Regions from separate parts of the Mus musculus genome. Here regions 2, 3 and 4 are each linked to region 1. A link is a contact called in public HiChIP or PLAC-seq and promoter capture Hi-C data. All regions are on one chromosome and are shown on one strand. Each heading gives the region's core, a stretch centred on a gene start, on an enhancer-like site or on the middle of the called end of the contact. The rest is flanking DNA. Distances are from core to core; before and after follow the strand shown. Region 1 holds the start of Unc45a (unc-45 myosin chaperone A). Region 2 has its middle 28 kb from the start of Zscan2. Region 3 overlaps Iqgap1 (IQ motif containing GTPase activating protein 1). Region 4 overlaps Zfp710 (zinc finger protein 710).

Evidence for each region. Promoter capture Hi-C pulls out the DNA fragments that hold promoters and counts their contacts. HiChIP or PLAC-seq counts read pairs in DNA pulled down with a chosen protein or histone mark.
Region 2: a promoter capture Hi-C map of pre-B cells shows a contact between it and region 1, with 3 times the contacts expected there. The contact joins the enhancer-like site here to the promoter of Unc45a in region 1. A contact is called at or near these places in 11 of 39 promoter capture datasets (the 3T3-L1 cell line, 3T3-L1-derived adipocytes, the C10 cell line and 7 more), 1 of 484 Hi-C or Micro-C datasets (CD4 T cells), 6 of 115 datasets of contacts at active chromatin or transcription factors (the SCID.adh cell line, embryonic forebrain, embryonic stem cells and 3 more) and 2 of 9 other capture datasets (adipose tissue and liver).
Region 3: a contact with region 1 is called in a FOXA1 HiChIP or PLAC-seq map of pancreatic cancer cells. The contact joins the enhancer-like site here to the promoter of Unc45a in region 1. A contact is called at or near these places in 13 of 39 promoter capture datasets (the 3T3-L1 cell line, the HPC-7 cell line, HPC-7-derived erythroid cells and 9 more), 1 of 484 Hi-C or Micro-C datasets (cortical neurons), 4 of 115 datasets of contacts at active chromatin or transcription factors (bone marrow-derived macrophages, embryonic stem cells, large pre-B cells and 1 more) and 2 of 9 other capture datasets (adipose tissue and liver).
Region 4: an H3K27ac HiChIP or PLAC-seq map of microglia shows a contact between it and region 1, with 6 times the contacts expected there. The contact joins the enhancer-like site here to the promoter of Unc45a in region 1. A contact is called at or near these places in 6 of 39 promoter capture datasets (the 3T3-L1 cell line, the C10 cell line, embryonic stem cells and 2 more), 7 of 115 datasets of contacts at active chromatin or transcription factors (the 230-238 cell line, embryonic stem cells, large pre-B cells and 3 more) and 1 of 9 other capture datasets (liver).

The regions. Positions count from the first base shown.
Region 1 is chr7:80,338,903-80,341,496 of GRCm38.p6, forward strand. It overlaps Unc45a (unc-45 myosin chaperone A), which reads right to left and starts at 1,317. Exons shown (of 20, transcript NM_133952.2): 1 at 1,167-1,317; 2 at 649-810; 3 at 412-448; 4 at 1-114. The coding sequence starts at 1,217.
Region 2 is chr7:80,831,880-80,834,473 of GRCm38.p6, forward strand. No RefSeq gene overlaps it. Among named protein-coding and RNA genes, the nearest start is that of Zscan2, 28 kb to the right of the region's middle. Within about 2 kb of position 1,297, at least 161 of the 459 cell types and tissues checked have an H3K27ac peak or open chromatin away from gene starts, as enhancers often do. A contact at or near this core is called in the HPC-7 cell line, the SCID.adh cell line, hematopoietic stem and progenitor cells and 3 more, where this site is marked.
Region 3 is chr7:80,714,197-80,716,790 of GRCm38.p6, forward strand. All of the region lies in intron 37 of Iqgap1 (IQ motif containing GTPase activating protein 1), which reads right to left. Among named protein-coding and RNA genes, the nearest start is that of Crtc3, 27 kb to the left of the region's middle. Within about 2 kb of position 1,280, at least 105 of the 459 cell types and tissues checked have an H3K27ac peak or open chromatin away from gene starts, as enhancers often do. A contact at or near this core is called in the SN4741 cell line, bone marrow-derived macrophages, neutrophils and 1 more, where this site is marked.
Region 4 is chr7:80,076,725-80,079,318 of GRCm38.p6, forward strand. All of the region lies in intron 1 of Zfp710 (zinc finger protein 710), which reads left to right. Among named protein-coding and RNA genes, the nearest start is that of Gm21057, 2.8 kb to the left of the region's middle. Within about 2 kb of position 1,282, at least 163 of the 459 cell types and tissues checked have an H3K27ac peak or open chromatin away from gene starts, as enhancers often do. A contact at or near this core is called in embryonic stem cells, hematopoietic stem and progenitor cells, liver and 3 more, where this site is marked.

The sequences.
Region 1 (2,594 bases), core at 67-2,566:
CTAGGCTCACACATCTCTTCAGGTCAAGGACAGCCTGGTCCAGGCGGCCCAGCTTCTCTAGGGCTTGGCTTCGGCGATAGAGTGCTTTGACATCCCCACCGTCCTTTTCAATGGCTGAGCACAAACAGGAACTCTATCAGCACCCAGGAGGCCACCGTCTCCAGGCAAGAGCAGTAGGGATAGATCTCGAGGGCCAAAGGAAGATAGGGGTACGAATGTGGAGCTCGGTGCTTCAGCCTCAGAAAAGGTGAGGGCGGCTGCAGAAAAGGAAAGGCCGAAGAAGTGGGAAAGCAAGTAGAAAGACGAGTGACTGGGTCCAGAGGAGGAGAAAGGGATGGCTCGGTGGCCCCAGAGTCCTTTCCCACCACAGAAGACCCCATTGCTCCATATGAGGACCCACACCCACCCTACCTTTAGACGCCTCTGATTCTGCTTTGCTGTAATCTTCCTGTAAGAGAAAGATCAGGAGCCTGAGAGTGGCAATGGCACCCTTGTTTTGCTGAACCACCTGATCCCCCACTACCCACGCCTAAAGACCTCTGGCAATCGTGCGTGGCTAGGAAATGCCCAACTGGTGCACAAACAGCAGCGGCTATGGGCAATCCCAGGCCCAGGTAGAACCAGGTTAGAGCAACCCGATCCCCTCACCAGCTTGAGGTGGCAAGCAGCCCTGTTTCGGTGCAAAATGGCCTGGTCCTGGGGCGTCGCGCCGAGACTCAGGGCCTGTGTGTAGGCGGTCAGGGCGCCCTCGTAATCCCCGCATTTGAACAGCTCGTTGCCCTCCTTCCGCAGCTGCTCGGCTGAGCTGGCCTGGAGAGAGAGAGAGAGAGAGAGAGAGAGAGAGAGAGAGAGAGAGAGAGAGAGAGAGAGAGAGAGAGAGAGAGAGAGGGAGAGAGAGAGAGAGAGAGAGAGAGAGAGAGAGAGAGAGAGAGAGAGAGAGAGAGAGAAGAGAGAGAGAGAGAGAGAGAGAGAGAGAAGAGAGAGAGAGAGAGAGAGAGAGAGAGAGAGAGAGAGAGAGAGAGAGAAAGGCGTTGGGCAGAGCAGCGCGCCTGGGAGAAGAGCCGGGTCTTGGCCGAGTCCCGTGAAGGGCTAGAATAAGGTGACGGCGACCAGGTGCGAAGGCGCATGTGTGAAAGGGGAGATGGCACAGGAGAATCAGTACGCACCCCGGGGTCGGAAGGTCGGGGCTCGGGGGTCTCCGGGCCACTCACAGTCATCACGAAGCTAAGCTCCAAGAGCCAGTGCAGGCGCAGTCTTTAGAGCAAAGGTGTCCCTGGGATCCGCGAGATGCCGGCGACTGCCCCGCCCCAGCAATGCGTCAGTGTTACGCTAAACAAGGCGAGGCCAAGAAGTGGTTGGGTCTGTGCAAGGGCGGGGTACTCGCGTTGCGCAGGCGCAGGCTCAGGCTCAGGGCTGCTTCACGAGCGCCTAGTCTGTTCCCACTGGAACCTGTAGAGGGCGCGCGGAAGAGGCTCTAAAGGAAAGGCGGCGGCAGCCGCTGGAGTTTTGTTTTTCTCTCCGTCCCCGACCACGGCAGAAGTGCACGAAATCTGTAGTCATCAGTGCCATCAGCAGTAGAGTGTAGATGCCCAGTGCTAGGAGCGGGCCTGGACCCCTGGGGAGACAGGAGAGACTCAAGGTTGTCTACTGGCTGCTACAAGTCAGGGTTTGCAGAGCCCAGAGTCCCACGAGAGCAGGGGATAAATACAGATGCATACACATATTTTGCATACAAATCTGGGAGCTCGCAAGTACCTTGAAGACAAACGCGGCAGATTCAGAATTAAACCTCCTACTACAATGTGTCCAAGATTAACAAATCCTCTTTATTAACACCGTCCAAACCCCTTAAGACAAAGCAGCTTCTGTTACTTGTTTTCATTTACAGCATTGGTTGTAATTATGATTTAGTGACTTCCTCTCCACTAATCTGGAAGCTACAAGTCTCCCACTGCAGAATTCAAGGACAGTGCCCAAGACACGGGAGCACTCTGCCAGTGTTCTGCGAATCCGGGACTAGAGTTCTTACCTGAGGATGGGTGGTGGCTGAAGCGAAGACAAGTTAACTTGGTACAGGGCCTCAAATTCATCCAGGGTACAGCAGGAACCCCCGGCAGCCTGCAGGTGGCAACAGTAGGCTTCCTCGGGAGTGTCAGAGAGGCGCGGACAGAAAAAACCAGGGTAGTGGCCGCCTTCTGCATCCCGTGTAGTCTGGCACAAATGGGGGTGGTGAGCCAGGGCTGGAGAGAAGCAAGACGTCTATAGAGAAGGGAGGTTACCCACATCCCCTTCACCCTGCTCAAAGTGCAAAATGGGGTCCAAGTCCCAAAGAGAAGAGAAGAGGAGGCTCTCTCCACCCCTCACCATCAGATCTCCCGTACCCCAAGTCACCCTCAGAGGATAGGGAAAGTATTATACCTGAGAGGTCGGTTGGCTGGGCAAGATTCATCCAACTGAAAAGCAGTCCCCCACACAGGCCTGTCAGCAGGAGCCCTGGACCTCTCCCCTGGAGGCCCATAAGAAGTCGCCTCCACCTCAGTCGTAGTCCTAGGAATCCAACAGGGGTTCTAAGCCCTGGCTACAGACAAGAAGGA
Region 2 (2,594 bases), core at 47-2,546, 490 kb after region 1:
GTAAGTTTAAACATACTAAATGCCACATTCAGGAGATCTCTGACTGGTTTGAGGGCTAGTACCTACCTGTTTTTAGTTATCTGCTCTAAACTATACCTTGAAAATATAAAACAGAAGACTAAATAAAGCTTAATCTTGAAATTAACTGCATCAGTTCTTAGCATGGCTTCTTATATATTTCTGAACAGATTAAATTATTTGATCATTTACAAGGATACTGGTTATCTATCTCTGTTATGTTTGAGCCTTAAAAGTCAGTTTTGAATTGAAGCTCTTCTAATATCAAAATAAAACTTTTTAACCCCAAAAACATACTCCATAAAGAGACTACCACCCTTTCTGACCTTTATCTGGTATATCATTATAGAGCATAACAGTTTCCCGTGTGATTAGGTTTAAGCCGAAGGCAGTGTCAGCACAGGAAAGGGGTTAACAAGATGGGAAAATGGCAAGAACCTTGATTGGCTGAGGAAGCTGTTATTGGCACGTTGGGCTGACAGGAAGGGCTTGCTGGAGCCTTGCCAGGGCTCAAGCAAGCTGAAAGGAAGTGGTGGTGGGGGCGGAATTTCAAGAGCCAGTGATTCTTAACCTTTGTTAATGCTGTAAACTTCTAAAAAAAAAGGGGGGGGGGATTGCAACCCTATAGGAGGAACAACAATATCAACCAACCAGATCCCCCAGAGCTCCCAGGGACTAAGCCACCAACCAAGGAGTACACATGGCTCCAGCTGCATATGTAGCAGAGGATGGCCTTATCTGGCATCAATGGAAGGAGATGCCCTTGGTCCTGTGAAGGCTTGATGACCCAGTGTTGGGGAATGCCAGGGCGATGAGGAGGGGTTGGGTTGGTGGGTGGGGGAGCATTCTTATAAAAGCAGAGGGAAGGGGGCATGGGATAGGGGGTTTGTGGAGGGGAAACCAGGAAAGGGGATAACATTTGAAATGCAAATAAATAAAATATAGAATTTAAAAAATCCTTAATTTTTATTCCTGGTATCATTACCATAATTTATAGAGCAATATGTACGTTATAAATTATAAATTATAAACCAATATTTTATAAACAAGACATGCAGAACACAGTAAACGTTTAAGAGCAGTCAGAAATAAAGGTGTAGTGGCAAATGTTATTTATATATTTAAAGCAGACAAAAATCTTAATTTCAAGGGATGAGCGCCTTGCCACCTGTTGATCCAACTCTCGTGGGCACTGAGGTTTTGTAGCAGAGAAGCTGAGAGGCAGCTGGTGCTCCTTTAAGAGCAGCTTGCACCAATCACACAGCCCCTGGCTTGCTGTCGGCTTGATCCGGGAAGGAGGCGGGGCTTCTCCACCAGCGCCAGACTCCCTGCTGCAGGTGCAGGGCTCCAAGGGCAGCGCCAGTTCATCCGTTTCTGTTGTCTCAATGCAGCTGCTTCTTTCTAAATACAAAAACACTGTTTTATGAGTTATTAAATATTACTTTCTTATTTAAGTTAGCCTGATTGGTTATATAAGTTTTTTTTATAAGTTTTTTTTTTTAAGATTTATTTATTTATTATATGTAAGTACACTGTAGCTGTCTTCAGACGCACCAGAAGAGGGCATCAGATCTCATTACGGGTGGTTGTGAGCCACCATGTGGTTGCTGGGATTTGAACTCCAGACCTTCGGAAGAGCAGTCGGGTGCTCTTACCCACTGAGCCATCTCACCAGCCCCGCCTGATTGGCTATGATCAAGCACTGGACATTTAAAAATTTCCACCTAAGCTTGGCATAGCGGCATACATCTGTAATTCCGGTATTTGCAAGAGGATTAGGAGTTCATACGCATACTCAAGTACATAGGAGTTCAGGCTAACCTGGGCTAGTGAAACTTAGTTTGGGGGTGAGGGGAGACTAAGAGATAGCTCTGTGGGTAAAGTACTTGCTATACAAGCTTTGGGACCCGAGTTCACACCACTAGCTCTCAGAAAAGGCTCAGCAGGAAAAGTGGCATGGGCGTGGCTACGCATGGGCGTGGCGGTGCATACTTTTGATCCCAGCACACAGGAGGCTACCTGGTCGACATAGTTGAGTTCCAGGATAGCTAGGGATCTATAGAGAAAAAGCCTGTCTCAAAAAACAAACAAAGAAACAAACAAAGAAAAAAAAAAAACATACATCTTCAATCCCAGTACTGGAAAGAGAAGCAGAGAGCAGAGACAGGAGGGACCACCTGAATGAAACACCATGATCAAAAAGCAAGTTGGGAAGGAAAAAGTTTATTTAGCTTATACTTCAACATTACTGTTCATCACCAAAGGAAGTCAGGATAGGAAGGAACTTAAGCAGGCCTGGAACCTGGAGGCAGAAGCTGATGCAGAGGCGGGAGTTGGGGGGGGGGGGTGTTGGGGGGGCTGGAGGGTTGGGGGGGCGTAGGGTGTGTGTGTGTGGGGGGGTGCTGTTAACTGGCTTGTCCTAGCAATATCAGCCAGCTTTCTTATAAAACCCAGGACTACCAGCCCAGGGATAAAACCACCTACAATGGACAGGCTCTCCTGCTTCAATCGCTAATTAAGAAAACATCTTAGGGGGCTGGAGAGATGGCTCAGCCGTTAAGAGCACTGACTGCTCT
Region 3 (2,594 bases), core at 30-2,529, 380 kb after region 1:
AAACACAAAGGGAAATTAGGAGTTATGTTCAGTTAAAATACATTTAAAGCTTATTTCAAAAGTTACAACGGTAGGGGCCGCTGGAGCAGTGAGCAGGGCATGGATGAGTGGGTGAAGCATCATCCTCAAGAGGCAAAGGGGAGGGTGGAGAGGGGAGAGGGGAGATGGGATGGGATTTGTTGAGGGGTAACTGGAAGGGGGATATGATTTGAAATGTAAAGGAATGATTAATCAAAAAGAAGTTATGATGGCATTTCCCCATTGTTTCAGATGTAGGTTAGAGGTTTTAATACACATAGAAAAAGTAAAGGCATTTCAATTTATGAAATATGCCAATGAGAATGAGAAATGAAAATGAGAATGACCTGTAATGTCTCAGTACCTACCAGTTGCTCTGCCCCCGCCCCGCCTCCACCCCTGGCACTTTTGCACAGGCTGACCGAATACTCCTGACCCCATGGTGGGATGACAGGTATGTGCTGCCTGGCTCAGTTTCTACAGTGCTGAGATCAAACCCAGGGGTTTGTGCCTGCCAAACAAGCATTCTACCAACAGAACTACATCTCCAGCTCTGCAGTCTACTGGAGTCCTTTGTTTTTAGGAGACTGAGCCCAGGGTCTCTTGTAAACTGAATATGACTCCAACTTCAACTCCGCATGAGAAAGGTTGTCTAACGTAAATGCAAGTACAACAGGAGGAGCAACCATCCAGCACCGAGCCTGTGTGTGGCCTCGGTTAGGCACCTTACACACTATTTTTTCAAGGCATTACAAAAACCTTATGAAGCATAATTATCTGAACTTTAGAGATGAGCTGCTGAGGCTCAAAGTGTTGGGTGGCAAGGCCATCAGGAAAGAGCTGGCTCTGGGGTGATCGGTATGATCGGCTGTTTTCTAATGTTCTCTGCAGTCCTGGCGGCTTACGACAGCACTGTCGTCACTACCACTAAACTGGTGAGTGGTGGTGAGGAAGGGCATGAAGGGACCGCAGTGTCCCAAGGATGGGGACCATGGTGTGTCCTCTCTGCCTAGCCTAACCCTAACCCCAGGCACCTATGAGGCAGACCAGTTCCTGAATCCGAGCAGCAGTGTACAGTCTCCTTAGCAGACTGGTTGGCCTGCACTGGCAGTGAAACCAATGGAATAGGGACTGTATGCAGTATGCTTAGTTACAGTGTGTGAAGAAATCCTTTCACAGTTACTGAATTAATATGCGCTGAGAGACTACTGGTTACCAACAGGGAGGTACAGATGACTAAGACATACTGTCTTAGGAGTTCCCAGTTTTGGGGGTGGCAGGGAAATGAGTCAGCTCGCACTGTCAACAGAGGATGTCTCAGGGCTGCTGAGTCAAGGGGAAGGGCCATCACTGCGGCTGTAGGGGGGCAGCGCGGGCCAGTGCTCACTGTTTGATGGAGGCAGGAGGCAGGTAGGGAGCAGAGGGAGGGAGGCTGATTCCAGGAGGGGAGAGCATCCTGTGCAGAAGGCGGAACGCTTGCTCACAGAGAGGCACCAGCCTGGTTTGCTAGACCACGGCAGTGGCAAGCAAGGCAGGGTGTGGCAAGACATGGAAGAGCAGTTTGGCAGTAGAGCATGTGTGAGGCTCAAAGTTTGATTCTCAGCACTGCAAAAGAAATGAGCCAACCAGGCTGAAGAGGTCACTCACTGGTTAGGAGCACTGACTGCTCTTCTAGAGGTTCTGAGTTCAATTCCCAGCAACCACATGGTGGCTCACAACCTTCTGTAATAGGATCTGATGCCCTCTTCTGGTGTGTGTCTGAAGACAGCTACATACATAAATACATAAATCTTTAAAAAAAAAAAAAAGAAAAGAAAAAGAAACCAACCAACAAAAACCGTAAGAGGTCTACTATGTGGTACACACATAGTTGGGTCTGGACACCGCTCATGAATCCTTTCAATTGTCTGATTATTTCTGGCTTTGGATTTTGAAGATTGCTTTCACTATACAGGCTGGCCAGGAATTACAATGAAGTCCAGGCTGGCCTCAAACTCTGAATCTTCTTGCCTCTGTCTCCTGAGAGCTGGATTACTGGTGCGTGTCACCATCCTTATTTGGTACATTTTTTAATGTGCAAAAATAGATATTTAGGCAGCTCGGCATGGTGGCACATATCTATAATCCCAGCATTTGGGAGAAACAGGAGAGTCAAGTGTTCAAGGCCAGACTCAACTACATAGTGGATTTGAGGATAGTTTGGGCTACATAAGATTCCTCCCACTCCCCAAAATCAGGTATTTGGGGTTGGAAATTGAACTCAGTGGGAAACAGCCTGCAAGCACAATGCTGAGGGTCAAATGTAAGCACCAGAAAGAAAAAAAAAAGAAACTTAAAAATAAATTAGGGGCAGCTACGTTATAAAACGGCTACAGAGTTAATTTTGAATTTAAAATGTGATTCAGAGTTACAACGAGGCAATGTGTTCACAAATTTTAGTAATATCCCTAACAAAAGGTATCCATATCAAATAAAAATGAAAACAAAGAGAGATTTCAAGTACAGAGCAGCAAAGAATCTCTTACTGCTAACACTGGTGGTTAGGTACCTCCTTCAAGGCCAGGGCACCAGCTCAT
Region 4 (2,594 bases), core at 32-2,531, 260 kb before region 1:
GGGCCAGGGCATCAGACAGAAGGGCTGTAGCCCATGAGGAGGAGCCAGGGGACTCAGGGACAAGTAAGCCAAAAGACTGGTCCAAAAGGATGAAAAGGACACTGTACTAGAGGCCACCTCCCCCATACTTATCTCTGTACATCAGACAGAGAGGCAGAGTGGCAAGTCACTTAGAATCTGTCCTTCTCTCTGTCAACAGAGCCCCTTCTGCACACACATAACACACACTTGGGCAGACACAATACATACTCACGCATGCACAGCCTACATAGCTACCCCAAGAGACCAGACCACAAATACACAGGGCTCAGCCCCTGCCACCGGGTTGCAGGCTTCTGCTGGCCCCAGGTACCCTTGGGCAGCTCCTGCACTATGCTATGATGTGGCCTCCAGATTTGGCAGCTTTGGAATTGGAGTCCCCCTGGGTGCTAGTGATGCCTGGTGCGACCCAGCTCTGCCCTGCTAATTAAGAACTCCTGTCACCATTCCTTGGCTGTGGAGTCAGGTTGCTTTAGGGTTAAATGAGGCCTGGAGCCCCCAGTAATGATAAGCTTCTGCCATGTCTGTGGCTATGATTGACAATTCTTAGGCCCCCACCCTTGGCCCTCAAAGAGTACTGACTGAGTAAGAGCCCTTTGCCAGCCAGAACAGACAACAGTCAAAACCACCTATTCCTGGCGGATGGTTAGGCCCAGGTGGCCTGGGATATATAGACTTGGTTTATATCCTGTATGTGACACGAAGGAGTGGCTCCTTGCTGGAGGGGACCCCAGTTTGTATAGTTAATTGCAGGACTTTTCTTGCAGTCAGGAAACAGACCCCGCTCATGGTCTCCCCTCAAGCAGGGTTGGCCAGAGATCAGTGGTCACCCTCTGTCTGCATGTGAATTAGGCCCTGTGCATCATTTTCTTGGGGTTATGGGAGGGTGGGGGGTGTAGCAACTGGGCTTCTGAGGAAAGCCACACTGTCTTGTCCTGTGTGTTCCAAGTCAGAAAGCCTCCCTAAGAGTGGGAATGGAGAAACTGAACTCTGAGACACAGTGGGACAGACTTAGCGCTGACCTTAGCACTCAACCCCGATTCTTGTTATTGTTACTCGTTGTTTGTTTGTTTGTTTGTTTGTTTTATCTGCTCAAAACTCAGTATGTAGCTGAGGATGACTTTGAACTCCTGAACTTAGTCCACCTTCCAAGCGCTGGAACTACAGGCGTGGGCTGTCACACCCAGCTTCCAGTGCCAAGTTCCAAGCACAGGCCCTGCCCGTGATTGGCTGGCCCTGCCATCCCCCTGGGTCCTGACTTGTGGGAAGTCTAAAAATTTTGCTGAGTGTATTGTTTGCTCAAAGCCACTGTATACACTCGGGGCTGCTGTCTGGTGCTGTGTCTGGGACGGGCTGGTGTGGCAGACCGTGGCATTCTCTCCATTGTATTTAGGAAAGCCACCTCTGGCTAGTGGGTTCCGTGGGGACAGAGTCCCTCACCTTCCCTATGCACTAGACCTTCTACCCAGCTGGGATTTAGCAATTTTTTAAAAAAATTTATTATATGTAAGTACATTGTCGCTGTCTTCAGACACTCCAGAAGACGGAGTCAGATTTCGTTACAGATGGTTGTGAGCCACCATGTGGTTGCTGGGATTTGAACTTCGGACCTTCGGAAGAGCAGTTGGGTGCTCTTACCCACTGAGCCATCTCACCAGCCCCGCAATTTTTTTTTTTTTAATGAGTTCTTAATTCTTGACAGCTATCCTTGCAATCACCAAAGCTTTGCTGAATTTGGGGCCCAAGGATGAAAAGTTTTTCCAGCCCTGAGACTGTCTTCTTTCTGGGGATCTAGGATGATAAAGCTCTGTCCATCTTTGCTCTCACTCAGGGCTTTGTAATTAACTAAGATCCTTGTCCTGCCTGCAGCACGTTCTTGGGGGTCCCATGCCCTTCCTTGTGAGCTTTCATCCTTGTTCAGATGGAGAAACTAAGGCATAGGAGTGACCTTTTAGTAACCAATTACAAGTGACTGAAGTGGGCAGCCCTAGTCAAGTGAAGCTGGCCGAGGCGAGGGTGAGCAGAAGTGAGTTTAGCCACCTGCACAGTTCCAGATGGATCCGGACGCTCCCGGCAGGACTCCCATGTGACCCCTTCCACCAGAGCCCTGCTCTGAGCTTAACAGTTTAATCTTCCGTGTCTGTTGCAAGGAGGCCGGATTCCTGTCTGGGGTATTTTTAGCTTCCTCAGGAAGAGGAAGCTCCTGTGCTGGGGGGAGGGCAGCGTCAGGCCTGGACTGATTTCCTGAGGAAGGGCTGTCCGCTGGCCATGTGCCGGACGCTGGCCCTAGGAGTGAGGCAGGCCAGAGCCACCCCACGAGTGTCCTTCCTCTTTCTGGAGTGTGTCAGGAACTGAGCCAAGGCAGGGCGTGGGGACGTGAATATCTGAAGCCCAGGAGGAGGCACCCACAGCACAGGCATGCTGTTGGTGTGCTGTAGTCCTGGGGAAGCTGGCACGGGCACGGGAGTGGGCAGAGGCCAGGAAGCTGGTGGCAGAGCACCCAAGCAATGCTGGGGAAGGGCACCTTGTTCAAGGCTGGGGCTTGCACTGCTTGG